Regions from separate parts of the Mus musculus genome. Here regions 2, 3 and 4 are each linked to region 1. The links are chromatin contacts, called in public HiChIP or PLAC-seq, Micro-C and promoter capture Hi-C maps. All regions are on one chromosome and are shown on one strand. The core of a region is the stretch at or near the end of the contact, and the rest is flanking DNA. Distances in the headings are between cores, read along the strand shown. Region 1 holds the start of Pon3 (paraoxonase 3). Region 2 has its middle 33 kb from the start of Gm33959. Region 3 overlaps Sgce (sarcoglycan, epsilon). Region 4 overlaps Gm46948 (a long non-coding RNA gene).

Region 1 (3,197 bases), core at 217-2,716:
CGTAACCACTGTGCCTACAGAAGCTAACTTCACAGTTATTGCTGAAAGAATAAAGTAGAATTCTATACGAAATATAAGACCCCACTTAATGCTAGGCAGAACCGAACACTATTCTTCATTTAAAGGAACAAAACAGCATTACAAAAAACAAACAAACAGCATTACATCATATTCTTAACTATTACCTAATATGAATCTGTACTTACCCATTTCATATTTTCTTGTTTTCTTTGGACCTCCTTCCTCCAGTAGGGAGAAAAAAATTCCAAATTTCTCTGAGGTCTCCAAGGAGCTGAACTGATAACTTTAGCTCTAACTTCCTCATTTCAACTAAGCTTATGCTGACTTATCTTAGCAAAGGTACCTTATGGACCTGACACTACTAAAGGCATTAGTTAGCCAAAGTGCTTTTCAGCACAGCGCTCTTACCTTGCACTGAAATAGACTTCTAAATACTAGGTAGAAATTAAAATATTAATTGAACTGTATTCAAGAAGACTGAAGGTAGATTTATCTTTTGATCATTTATAAAAATTATCCTTTAGAGGTATGGTTTTAACACTTGGGGGTGAGGGTGGGGAGGCAAGTGTTAGTCTTCCTAGCTGTACCACTCTTAAATTTACTATTTGAAGATTCTGCCATTTGTTGTTTGGGGAGCAGGCGGGACAACGAGCCCTCTCAAGCTGGACTAGAAAGCGTTGCCAACAGACATCAGTGTCTGAACAGATTGCAGCAGCGAACCTCTGAGACTAGTCACTCCTCAGAGAAAGAATAAAAACAACTAGATGACAAGCAGAGGCCTTAGCCCCAAGTAGCAATAAGGGGAGGGAGGAGAAGAACCCACCTTTAAAAAAAAAAATCTTTCAGATCAAACTGAGTTTGCTTGAGACAGTAATTCCGGGAGGGTTTCCCTGCCGGATCTTCTACTTCAAAAAGTCAACTACCCTTCAAGTCAGTTCCTGTCCGCGGGGTTCAGCTCTCTTCCCTGTTTCCTGGCTCATCTTCCAATGTGGCATGGGTTCTGGAACGGCCCGCACTTTCAGTGTCTGAGTCAGCTATAAACACCCAGCTGCTAGTCTGATCCCCTCCCCCAAGTCCAACACTTCCAAATGACTTGGTCTTTCACAAAGGCAATGTAGCAGAAGACCTGGAAAAGGTACCCAACCTTCAGAAATCAAACGTGGGCTTTCCTACCCTGGCAGCCTAGAAAGGCACGCAGCTGTCCCCTTTGCTAGTGAACGAGTCTCAAGGAGAAGGTCACTAAGAACTGAGGTTCCAAAACTGCTCCTTTCCGGAAGGAAACGCTAGGAAGTTGGAAGCAGGAGTTCCCTGATGTGGACTAGAAAGGAAAGAGCTGAAGCCATCTCCATGGAGATGCCCACTCACCTAAAATTCAGCAGCCTTTCCCCTATTAAGGCCAGACAGGCTCCCAGCAAGGTCAGCGCCACAAGCTTCCCCATGGTGTCTGGGTGCCTTAGGCAAAAAGCAGGAAGACTGGTGCCGCTCTGGGGCGCGGACTCAGGGTCCCGCCCACTGATCAGTCCCTTGTGCCCCGCCTGCCTGCACCTCCTGGCAGTTGTGCTGATCCTTTCTAGCAGTCTTGGGAGTTTTGCTCTCTCCTGCGCCAAGGCTCAAAGCCACCTCCACATGGAGGGCTCAAAGCCACTTGTCTACTTGAGTTTCAAGGGGATTTTTGTTCTTCTGATTCAAGTCCACCTTTATTAGCGATGGTTCAAGGCCACTTTAATGTGCAGATTCTAAGGCTGGCTCTCCAGGCAAGCGGTCCAAGAACATATTTCTGCCTAGGCTAAGGTCAGCTAAACTCTGGACCATTCAGGTTTGAACTCACAAGCTGGAATCCTCACGGTGTGGAAAATTTGTTTCTTAAAGTCACAGAACTCAATTAACCTCAGCTTCTCCAGTGGAGTGATGTGAGAGAGCTGCCTGGGAAGCCAGAGTTCATAGACTAAAGCTTCAGAGTTCTGGCAGGCTGCATGTAAGAGGAGAAATTGCTCCATATACACCCTGAAGAAGAAAATCCTGAAAGACGAGCCCTTTGGCTCATCCTTCTCGAGGAACCAGAGCTCTGAACTTTGGCTCAGAACTTCCTGGTGCCTTCATGGTGGTAGACAAGTCCATCTGTCTGGCAATCTGGAAGATGAGCAGAATGTAATAATATTAATAATAATAATGATAATAACATCAACAACAATATATCGTTTTTATGGGAGAGTCTTACTCTTCTGTGAATTTCAGGTCTTTCCAATGAAGAGCAAACTTTCCTTTCAGATAAACAATACTGTTGGAGAGACTGAAGATGGCCAGACACTTGAGTTTAGGGAACATCGCACCTTCAAGGATCATCTCTTTTTAGTTACTAATAGGAGGTAGCAGCAGCAGAATTCAGTTTAAAAAGAGAGCTTTTTTTTGAAATAGGTAGATTTTATAGGACTAAGGTGTAGCGTCCGCTCTTGACCAGCAAGAACAACACGACCACCAGTCCTTCTAACAACAGTTTATTCAGCAAACTTCCGTCTTCATCTCTCTCACTTCAACTTTCTCTCTCATCTTTTTTCCTTCTCTGACCCAGGCCTCTCACTCTTATATACTCTCAGCCCTCATCCACTCACAGCAGGCCACGTCACCTCACCAGGCACGCAGCTTCAGCTAATCAGGGCAGCAGGGGCATGTCTCCACCAAAATGGATTCGCCAGTATCCTGGTGCACCTGCGCAGCTCTCATGATGGTTGTGGCTTATTTTCAGATGTATGAGGAAGTCAGGTGCAAGACATAAGACTTAGCTGCAGTCCCTGGCGCCTTCTTGGGACTGCTGCCACACCCACTCCTCACATTTCCCCCTTTTTTCTTGTTTGGCAGAGAGAATGTCTGTCTTAGATTGCCCCCTGCAGCAATGCCCCTTACCCGTCCTTGGGAGACAAACAGCATTGGTTTGATCCCTGTCTTAGGTTGGTGACATGCCCAGGGAGTCTTATCCGTCACTGACTACTTCTCTATCATGCCAAGTCACACTTGGGGAGATTGTCCTGTTTGCATGCAGCAGGTGCATCAGAAGGCCAGGATGCTGATTAATCTATGGCCCGATTTTGATTGCTGCAAGCAAGCCTCTTGGGTGAAGGTAGAGGTCTGATCCCCAGTGTGCAAGCATAGGGGCCCTACACAAAACCATCCCTTGGGCT
Region 2 (3,185 bases), core at 558-3,057, 700 kb before region 1:
TTATATAGTATTTATATTATAAATATATTTGCAAAATTATTTAAATTTACATATTTATATAAATTCATAAATCATACATTTATATTGTATAATATATTTATTTTATTATTTATAAAATATATAAATTTATATAACTTTAGAATATTTATAAAAATAGTATAACATATATTTATGTATTATATATTCTATCTATATATTAGACAGAGAATTGATAGAATATATTCTCCATCAAAATAGTAGTCACTGGTACAAAAATACACATACTATGACAGATAAAGAAAATGAAATTGATTTAAAAATATCAAATTTTAATGATCATCTCTTGGTTATTCTAGAGCATACATTCATTAGGAAAATAAAGAAAGAAATTTAAAATAAAAGTAAAACTTTACAAATGTATTTAAATCATCTTTTACACACAGCACATGTGTGAATAGTGTATAGTGAATAGTGTGTACCTCATTATATGCAATGTAAGTTTAAGCATTGTGTTTGATGCAGATATGCATAAAAATCCAGAAAGCATATGTACAAAAACATTTATATCCATCATCACTAATGACACAATAGATACTGCCAGACAATGAGTTCTTTCATCTTTCTGTAGCCTTCAGAAGCATTAAATGAATATATATTGCTTTCATTATAAAGAAAAATGATTATTTTAAATGGCATTCACAAAACACTGGTATCTTTAACATTAAGCTTTACTTTATTATAAATGCTTAATTCATAGTTTTCAGTGGACCAATTCTGCATCAAAAGACAAATGATGTAGTTAAAATTTTACGCTCAATAAATTCTAAGAATGCATCTGTGGTCAAGGATGTTTCAGTCCACAGGATGAGATTACTCTACCTTAGAAAAACAGAACTTTAGAGAAAACTGAGCGGAAAACAGGAAAATCTCTGAACACGGTTCTGAACATTAAGTGGTTCTTGTTAAGACTAAAAAAATTCTATCTAGGTATGTATTATGTAAATAGAGCAGTGAGGTCTATAAAGAATTGCTTCAGGGGGACTTTCTAGGCTTCCATAAATCCCTACTGTTTAGGTGCTTCCCTGAAATACCATTAAGACACTCATCACCCCAGTACCTTCTCTCCCATTCATAAAAGATGCACGGACGCATTCATGTAAGTGGACATGTCTTACTGAAATACAAATGTCACTCTGGCAGGTCCGATTCCACAATGGGAAAGAGTAAACGCCTCGTATGAGGATTTAAATGAGGTCAGTTAAAATTCCTCCTTGATTATGCAAAATTACTAGTGGCTGAGCCATTGTGTCAGATGTGCAATGAAGATTAAATTGTAAGAGTGCACTGTAAATTATCGGCATTAAACTGAATTAATAAATTGAGCAAAGATGTGGTTCAAGTAGGATTGAAAGCTTCTGTAGAAACTAGGCTGTTTTGAGCCATTAGCAACACAGCTACAAAGAAAGAATATCTTATGAGAAAGCTGTGGAGGTTGTGGAAAATTAATAGAGACTCTTAGAGCAAATCTTGGTGTAGAATTACATGGAAGGGATTAGGAAGTGAGGGGAAGGTAATTAAAGAGAAAGAACAGCCGGAAAGAACCAGAAAGCTAAAGATCCCCTCACCATCTGTTGGCAATCATCAAAATTTATTTGATCTTATTGCATATTTACTCTGTAATGGGGAAAAAATAAAACTTATTCTAATGAATGAACAAGTGAGGTGAACGGAGAATTTCATTATAACAGAGCTCACTAGAGGGGCGAGGAAATTCTCACCCACTGCAACAGGACAGATACAATTAATGCAGCCTAATTGTTTCTGTCTTTGTCCTGGCCCCTGATATGTGCACCACTAAAAGATTCCTCTGTTTTCCCTGCCTTTTGTGATGACGTGGGACACAGCCTTTTTCTATGTCTGTCTTTTCATCATCAGCGTTTATCATGTGTTTGTCTATACACTCTGCTCTTAGGAAATTTCTGGGGGACACAATGTGTATCCACCGTGAAAGTGGTCAATGTGCTACTTAGGTCTCCCCCCATCTAATTGACATCAGTGATTTCGTTATCAGTTAAAGGGTTTGCTGGCTGCACTATGGGATTCTATGAAGCAGAAAATTCAATATTTTCCTTTCCTCTGGCCCTTATATCTTATCAAATCCAAATTTCTCCTGTTTCTCCTACCTGCTTTGTGGTAAATATTTGGTGGCTTCTCTCCCTGCCCCCAGGCCACAGGTCATGTTCAACTTGTCATTCAGGCTTTGATGTCTATAAGGACTTTGTTTTTTCATTCCCGAAAGTCCCATCCAGAGAAAACACAAATCTGATCTTTCAAACCCCCTTTAGAATATTTGTTTCCAGGACATATACAGGGTCGTCTCAAAGGCTTCCAAATGATAAAACAAAACAAACAAACCAAAATTAACCTTCAGTAGCACCAAATCCCCTGCCTATTAACTGCCCCCCAAGGTCTTCTTCCTCACCTCGGAGTTTACACCCTCCAGCCAGACCAGAGTAATTTATAAAGCAACCACTAATAAATAATTAAGCAATTTTTATCATAATCAACTCCTGACATGCCTCAGGGGTGAATATTCCCATGTGTTCTTGAGCTCTGTGCTATGCATTAGTATTTAAAAATTAGCTGCTTTGGTTAGAGACAGTGAGTAAGCCTCTCAGGGAAGGCAGGGAAGGCTGCGCAGCCAGCTGTCACTCGGCTCATCTGGACAGAAGTCTTCATATCGCTCAGCCGCATCTCCGTATCTCTGAATACATATTAGTGTTGCCCACTAGCCAAGCCAAGCAGGGTGCAGCTGGACAGTGAACTGTAGGGTTTCCTTTATTAAAAAATGATTGAGACGATGTCATTCTTTGTCTAACATCATCTTTCATGTTCTTGGCCACACGTCTAACATGCCAGATATTTGAAAGCTTTTATCAGAAAACGCTGGCTCCCTCAAGTCAAAGGCATTATTTAATTTAGTTCTGGAGTTGGTTGAGAAAAATTAATTTTTGTTTCTATTAATTCTGCAGTCATATCTGTGTTGTGGGTGGACTATTTAACAGCTCACGTAATCAATAAATTACCGCTAAAGCACGGGCTGTTAATCAGAGACTCTCGCATGTGAGGTTGTCTCCTTGTTTATTTTCACAAGCTTTTCCTTCTCAAGAAACTGCCATCTTGTGACGGCAAAGCAACAGGATGTC
Region 3 (3,236 bases), core at 326-2,825, 580 kb before region 1:
GGGGGTGGTCTAGGGAACTTTTGGGATAGCATTGGAAATGTATATAAAGAAAATATCTAATAAAATAAATTAATTAAAAAAAACAATATCTTAATGTAAATGACTAGAGGAGGAATAAAGGCTGCAACTGGCCCTCAGCTCCCTCCCCAGGAGGCCTAACACCTTTAATGCTTTAAATGTTTGGGAGGCAGAAAGAACCATCTCTCCTAGTTAGCACCCAGTGCTAGGGTGGTCTCGCTCCCTTCTGCACACAGATCCTTGAGAGGCTCACTGAGAAAACAGTAACAGCAAAGCACCCACGAGAAGATCCTACCGTCTGGTCTGTAACACGCATCAACGTGCAGAAAACAAGAGAGTACGAGGTCCGCCCTAACCAGAAGGAGGAACTCTTTCCATCGAAATGCTACTTTCCCAAAAATCTTTTTAGAAAAATATTGGAAAAAATGAGGTTGAGCAGCCAAAAGACCTCCAAGGGGAAGGAAGCCCTTCTTCATCAGTGTACCCAGCTCTGCCCATGTGCTGCTCCCGACAAGGAAAGCTGCCCAGTGCTGAGCACAGCACCCCAACATATCAAACAAGTCCCATTATCTACTGATACTATCTCCAACAGCACCTATTCAAGATCTCTATTCTCCTAGGAGGCAGAGAGTGAAAAAAATCTAGCTTTTCACAAGTCTCGAAAAAATGTTTATAACTTTCCTAGAAATTTTGTGATTTCTACTCATTGCACGCCACAAGTGAACAAGAGTCAGAAAGCTGACATCTCAGGAGAGACAGACTTCCTTGGTTAGAGAGAAAGGTGCTCTATCAGTTTGGTTACAGTCGTGTTCCTTTAATTTTTTTTTCTCTTTAAAAAGATAGCCATGAAATTAGAAGTAAGAACTTGAATGTTTTCCTCTTTCAGTGACGAATATTTATAACTAAGTTTGTTTCGTCATCAATCCCCTGGATGTTTACAGACGCACACCACCCATCAATATATTGAATGGTCTACTTGAATCATATTAGCATTTAATTAAATGAAGCAATCAAAACCCTAGGAACAATTCTGATAAACATCATCTTATAATTAAAATCTGATGAAAAACTTTATTATACTTGCCTCAAATCTTTGAAAAGTTGTCAAACGAAAATCTCCTTAAATTCCCGAGAGCAGTAATAGAGGAGATAACTCTGAATGAAAACATCCAATACATTTCTAATGTGGCTGGCATTTTTTTTTTTTTTGAGACTCACTTAATGGCTTTTCCCACCACAAAGCCACTATTCATACTTAGAATTCCACACTCAACTTACATTTTTAGAACTTCTCTTGCTTTCCAAAAGAGGAACAAAGGCATTACTGGTTGCCTGGCAATTAGAACTAGGAACCAACCACTAATTAGTAGACAATTGTGAATAAGTTAAGAATGAATGAAATAATTGGCTGTGGAGATTTTTTAGGGACACTTGAAAGAAATGAACTTAAAGAAAGCATGGCTTGGGGAAAGAGAACAGCCAGGGAGACTTGCCCATCATCTTGTCCTCACTGGTCATATTCTAATGGCTTTTTAAAGCAGCTTTAAAACAGGCCAACCATTTCTCATTGATCGCCCTGAAGGCTCAGCAATTAGTCACAATGGTTGCCCTTTGTGAGAGTCAGTTTCAACCTGATCACTTACTGAGACAAATCCTGGACCCACCCAAGCTAAAAATCTTTTATACCAAGGGGAAGAATAAGGAGTTCCCATGTAGAAAGGGAGTGGAATGCATCTTTCTTAATTAGACAAGACCTCCACGGAAGGACACTGCTGCTTTAAGATCATTTACCATTTGTTTGTCGTTCTGAGGCCCATTGATGCAAAAGTCTAAGCCACTCTTCTGAGCTCCTCAGTCTAATTAAGGAATGATACAACTGTTTTGCCTCCCGTGATGAAGACAAAAGTGTCATCAATTATAGAGTGCTATGACAATCTTTTACTATATTAGCTCATCCATAAACACTGAATTAGCATCTTAGTACTCACCTGTAGTCTGCGGTTGAGGGATCTGAGTCTGGTGTGGCAAGTTCCTAGAAATGATTAACATTATTGAGTAAAAATGTGTTTGCACACTGGTAATCAGAGACCAAGACACATTAAGATAGAAATCTGCTCGGAGAGGTATCACTCAGATAACGGGCTCAGGTTTTGCACCCTGTGGGGCATTGAGCTATGCACATACATGAGAGAACTGAAGACCAAGGAAGACAAATAGCAATCTCTGATAATGTCCATGAAATTCTTACCATATGCCATAACAAAACTCCCTCATGATTCTAAAACATAGGTCTTATTAGTTTTTCTATTTTCTTATACGTGAAAATAGCCTTAAAGTTTGAAAATCACACGGCTAATAACAGTGGATAAAGATATAAACACAGTGATGCCAGCAATTAAATTACTGATGTGTACAATCTCAAACTAGGTCTAGATCATAAAACCGGTATGGATCTGTGCATACACATATGTCTATATACATCATCATATCGTACAATCATCACTGGTACGTTATAACAGCTTTGAAGGCATATCACTACCTTTATTCACTAAACATGCTATCTTCATGCCAAAAAAGGCCATTTCCCTGCCTGGACTAGGAAGAGTTTCGAGTCCCCCTTGACGTTTCTTTCCGTTCCCAAAGGCAATCACTGGGATGTTTCTCAGCTTTCGTTAAATCTGTCCCCTTCGTTTACACCTTCATGTCTCCCTTGGAGCCTCTGACAGCTCTGATGTAGTTCTTCGTCCCTTACAACCCACTGCTGACCAGTGACCTCCCAAGACACAGATCTGTAACACACACCTCAATATTTCTTATTTCTTTCTCTCTATCAGCAAATTCAATTTCTGGCTTCTTAGTATGTCTTAAGCAGACGGAAAACTATCTGTAGCCTCACACACACACACACACACACACACACACACACACACACACAGAGAGAGAGAGAGAGAGAGAGAGAGAGAGAGAGAGAGAGAGGGAGAGAAAGAGAGAGAGAGAGAGAGAGACAGAGACAGAGAGACAGAGACAGACAGACAGACAGAGAAAGAGAGACAGAGAGAGAGATCTTCCCCTTATATGAGAACCCCAAACAAAACCTGGCCGGGTGGTGGTGGTGGTGGCGCAAGCCTTTAATCCCAGCACTTGGGAGGCAGAGGCAGGCAGATTTCTGAGTTCAAGGCCAACCTGGTCTACAGAGTGAGTTCCAGGACAGCCAGGGC
Region 4 (3,320 bases), core at 265-2,764, 840 kb before region 1:
ACTGTACATGTACAAATGTAAATATAGAGACTGTTGGTAATATGTCTTATTTAATATACCAAATGATCTCAATGTGTTTTGCTACAACCCCAAACAGCCTTTGAAAAGTGACTGTGTGGTTTCAAGTCAATGAATTTCAATGTCAACCTCACTGCCAACAACATGATGACCAGGGTGGGGTGCCTTTTTTCTAAAGGATTTGTAAGCCAGTGTCTAGTGAAATAACACTGTGCTGGGCTCTCGGGTGGGTTTGAGGCTATCGAGACTCTCTGTAGGTAATTAGTCCCCTTTAAATGTAAATATGAAATTTTGTTAATAGGCTTTCAGAACTGAAAGAGATTTTCTAATAAAATCATCACTAATAACCTGACTCCCTCTAACAAACCTTACTTCTACCCCCACAAAGGATCAGGGTTCCCCTTGTGACACCAACCCCTTTCTGCTGGAATCCAGAGCTACTGCAGTCTTGATTCAAACCACCCAGTTTTATTTCATGTTCCTTTAATGGAGAGCTGGCCTTTCTGCCGTGGGCCTCCTTTTACTGCACATGCAGAATAAGGGACACTGGAATAAGGCAGGAAATCTGAGCCTTGAAGCAGTAGCATAAACAAACAAACAAACAACAACAACAACACACACACATACATACATACATACACACACAGACTAGCTGCCCATTGCACATGCCATAATAGATCTCCTCAGAAACTGGACCAAACTGGTATTGACCAAGGATCAGTCAATGATGTCAAGCCATGAATTGCCTCTAATGAGGACTCTAACTCTAGCTTCAGACCACAGCTCAAATACCTCATCTTTCTTGATAACCAGCATTAATAATTAATACCATTTCCCCTGTGTCCCAGGCATTATATAAATCTATTTTGTCACTAAGAGTCTGTCTTCCCATGGGATGATGATGCATGTCCAGGGAAATGAATGTATCTTATCATTTTTCTATCTTTGGAACAGATTAGTAGTTTAACAAATGTCTGAGGGTAGAAAAAAAAAAGTCAAAGAAAAACAGGAAGAAGATAGCATACTCTTTTTATTGAACATCAGGGGGCATCAGAGAAAGAATGAAGAAGTATATGAAATCTTGCCTCCTCTTTTTATGACAGTGAAAGCCTATGAGCATAGCCAGACAGTCCTAACCAGTATTGTGAATTCGTTTCTAAAAGCAAGGCAAGCTTATATTGCTCTTGACCCTCTGGTAACTCTGGCCAATGTGATTTCAATCGTTTACTGTTTGTTCTGGGAAGTCTCAACAACGAACACCGTGTCCTTGCAAATGTAGCAAAGTGCCTGCATTTTCTTTGGTTAGGAGCCCTGTATAGTACCATGGCATTTTGTAGAAAATCATTTCAATAATGTGTTTTGAAGCAGATTGATTTTGCAGCCGCTCTCTGCACTCCTTTGCAGCTGTGTTCCTCCATCCAGTACTTTGTACTGTAGTCTTCACAAAGCAACACTAGAGGGACCAGCCTCATATTTTTCAGAGGCCTTTTGTGTCAACCAAGCCAAGTACAATTAAGGCTGTTCCCAGAAAGAGGAATGGATAACGTTGGCAACTGGGCTGTACCACCCAGAACCACAAAATGAAAAAGCTGCAAACGTAACCAACATGGTTTTCCTCGGCATTTATAACTCAGAAGACCTACGTGGCATTTTCTATGGCAAGGGGCAGTACTTTGGGAAATTATACTTAAAAAATTAGCCAGCAGTCTCTCGTGGACTCAAGAGAAAGTCTGCAACCTGGGTAGGGGGGTGGAGGGTGGGGGCGTGGATTGGAGCAGTAAATAAGCAGGCTTGTTGCTTAGTAATACTGTCAATTTTTCTCCCCCCTCCCCCCACCTCTCTCTCCTCTCTCTCCTCTCTCCTCTCTCTCTCTCTCTCTCTCCCTCCCTCCCTCCCTGTCTCCCTCCCCCCACTTCTCTCTCCTCTCTCTCTTCTCTCTCTCTCTCCCTCCCTCTCTCTCTCTCCCTCCCTCTCTCTCTTCTCTCTCTCTCACACACACTTCTAAGGGATAAAATCAATTAAATGTCAGATTTTTCCCAGCTGATAAGCACGTTCAGATTTCAGACTAACACCTCCCCCCCCCAAAAAAAAAATAAAAAAACAAACAAAAAAAAAAAACAAAAAAAAAACCAACCTATGTCTGTTGGTGAGAATAAGTGGGGAGACATACAAAGTCCTCCTTTTTAAGATAAGGTCATAAAGCAATCCCATAACCCTTCCTCTGGACATTTTGCTCTCCGTTTTTGCTTCACCTGTGGACCGGAGAACCCACATAGCTGGGCAAAACAGTGCTGTGCTGGTGCTTACAGACGGATGCAAGGGAAGTAGTCAGGCTAGTGACCCAAGTCTTTCAGAACTAATAAGGTGAGTGAATCAGATAAAATTAATGAAGGGGGGGGGGGAAAACCCTCTCTTGTCTGTAATGTCAGACAACACTGTAGCTTTAATTTGTCGATTTCACAAAGGCCTTCTGGGCTCCCGAGCTCACTCCGTTAGTGAGTTACCTCGCCTGCAGATTCTCTCATCCCTCTGGTCCCCGTGGTCTGTTCTAATTAATATAAAAACCATGCTGCTCTAATAATTTGACCATACCATTTCTCTCCTCAAATCCTCGTAGTAGCTTTTAATTGCACTAAAACCTGGAATTCAATTTAAAATCGATACCCAGGCGCTGAGGCTGTGCTTCGGATGATCTCGAGTCTCTGACCCCACCAGTGGCCTCTGAGCTCTGCAGAGCCAGGCCTGTCACTCTAAGCCGTCAATCTGCTTGACTCCAATAACATCTTGACACGGGCCCCTTCCATCCTTTAACTGTATCTTCCTCTTCTCCACTAAATAAACACCCATCCAGGGACAGTGACAGGGGCCAGCTTCGTTGGACATAGATTTGATGTGCAATAAATTTCATTTTGTTTCTTTTAAACGCCACCTTCTGCTGTTTTTCTTCTTCTTCTTCCCTTTCTTCTTAAGTCTACAGTTCCTAACACAACTCTGGGGGCTCCGCAAAAGTGGTCAGCCATTTCATCGGAGGAGATCTGACAAAGGCTTCGAATCTTTATTAAGTCAAGAATGACGTAGATAGAGAAATTTGAGGAAAATAAGCAGGCTCCCTTCAACCACTCCCACCCCCAACAAGCAGCTCCTAATGTGGTCCTCCACCCTTCAGTGAAATATGCAAAGCTAGCTCTAGCTTTTTTCTATGGTGGAACTTTCCAGCAATGTCCTTCCATAAATGGGATGGGTCTTGTTCCCGAGCCAAGGCTCTGCCTCTCCACTACTTGGCCTAGATAGTGGACAAATAT

Evidence for each region. Promoter capture Hi-C pulls out the DNA fragments that hold promoters and counts their contacts. Hi-C and Micro-C count contacts between places; a contact is called where the count stands out from the background. HiChIP or PLAC-seq counts read pairs in DNA pulled down with a chosen protein or histone mark.
Region 2: a contact with region 1 is called in an H3K27ac HiChIP or PLAC-seq map of embryonic stem cells, with 7 times the contacts expected there. The contact joins the enhancer-like site here to the promoter of Pon3 in region 1. A contact is called at or near these places in 16 of 39 promoter capture datasets (the 3T3-L1 cell line, 3T3-L1-derived adipocytes, the HPC-7 cell line and 9 more), 2 of 115 datasets of contacts at active chromatin or transcription factors (bone marrow-derived macrophages and embryonic stem cells) and 4 of 9 other capture datasets (adipose tissue, embryonic stem cells, liver and 1 more).
Region 3: a Micro-C map of embryonic stem cells shows a contact between it and region 1, with 4 times the contacts expected there. The contact joins the enhancer-like site here to the promoter of Pon3 in region 1. A contact is called at or near these places in 1 of 39 promoter capture datasets (cranial neural crest), 2 of 484 Hi-C or Micro-C datasets (both in embryonic stem cells) and 2 of 115 datasets of contacts at active chromatin or transcription factors (both in embryonic stem cells).
Region 4: a promoter capture Hi-C map of hippocampal neurons shows a contact between it and region 1, with 2.6 times the contacts expected there. The contact joins the enhancer-like site here to the promoter of Pon3 in region 1. A contact is called at or near these places in 4 of 39 promoter capture datasets (the 3T3-L1 cell line, cranial neural crest, hippocampal neurons and 1 more), 1 of 115 datasets of contacts at active chromatin or transcription factors (vascular smooth muscle cells) and 2 of 9 other capture datasets (adipose tissue and liver).

Annotation. Positions count from the first base shown.
Region 1 is chr6:5,254,767-5,257,963 of GRCm38.p6, forward strand. Pon3 (paraoxonase 3) reads right to left here and starts at 1,467. Exons shown (of 9, transcript NM_173006.2): 1 at 1,387-1,467. The coding sequence starts at 1,460.
Region 2 is chr6:4,552,939-4,556,123 of GRCm38.p6, forward strand. No RefSeq gene overlaps it. Among named protein-coding and RNA genes, the nearest start is that of Gm33959, 33 kb to the right of the region's middle. RefSeq lists an enhancer at 599-2,128. Within about 2 kb of position 1,808, at least 2 of the 459 cell types and tissues checked have an H3K27ac peak or open chromatin away from gene starts, as enhancers often do.
Region 3 is chr6:4,676,061-4,679,296 of GRCm38.p6, forward strand. Sgce (sarcoglycan, epsilon) reads right to left here. Exons shown (of 11, transcript NM_011360.3): 10 at 2,007-2,050. Among named protein-coding and RNA genes, the nearest start is that of Gm38761, 23 kb to the left of the region's middle. Within about 2 kb of position 1,576, at least 9 of the 459 cell types and tissues checked have an H3K27ac peak or open chromatin away from gene starts, as enhancers often do. A contact at or near this core is called in embryonic stem cells, where this site is marked.
Region 4 is chr6:4,415,832-4,419,151 of GRCm38.p6, forward strand. All of the region lies in intron 3 of Gm46948 (a long non-coding RNA gene), which reads right to left. Among named protein-coding and RNA genes, the nearest start is that of Gm33788, 7.3 kb to the right of the region's middle. Within about 2 kb of position 1,515, at least 131 of the 459 cell types and tissues checked have an H3K27ac peak or open chromatin away from gene starts, as enhancers often do. A contact at or near this core is called in adipose tissue and hippocampal neurons, where this site is marked.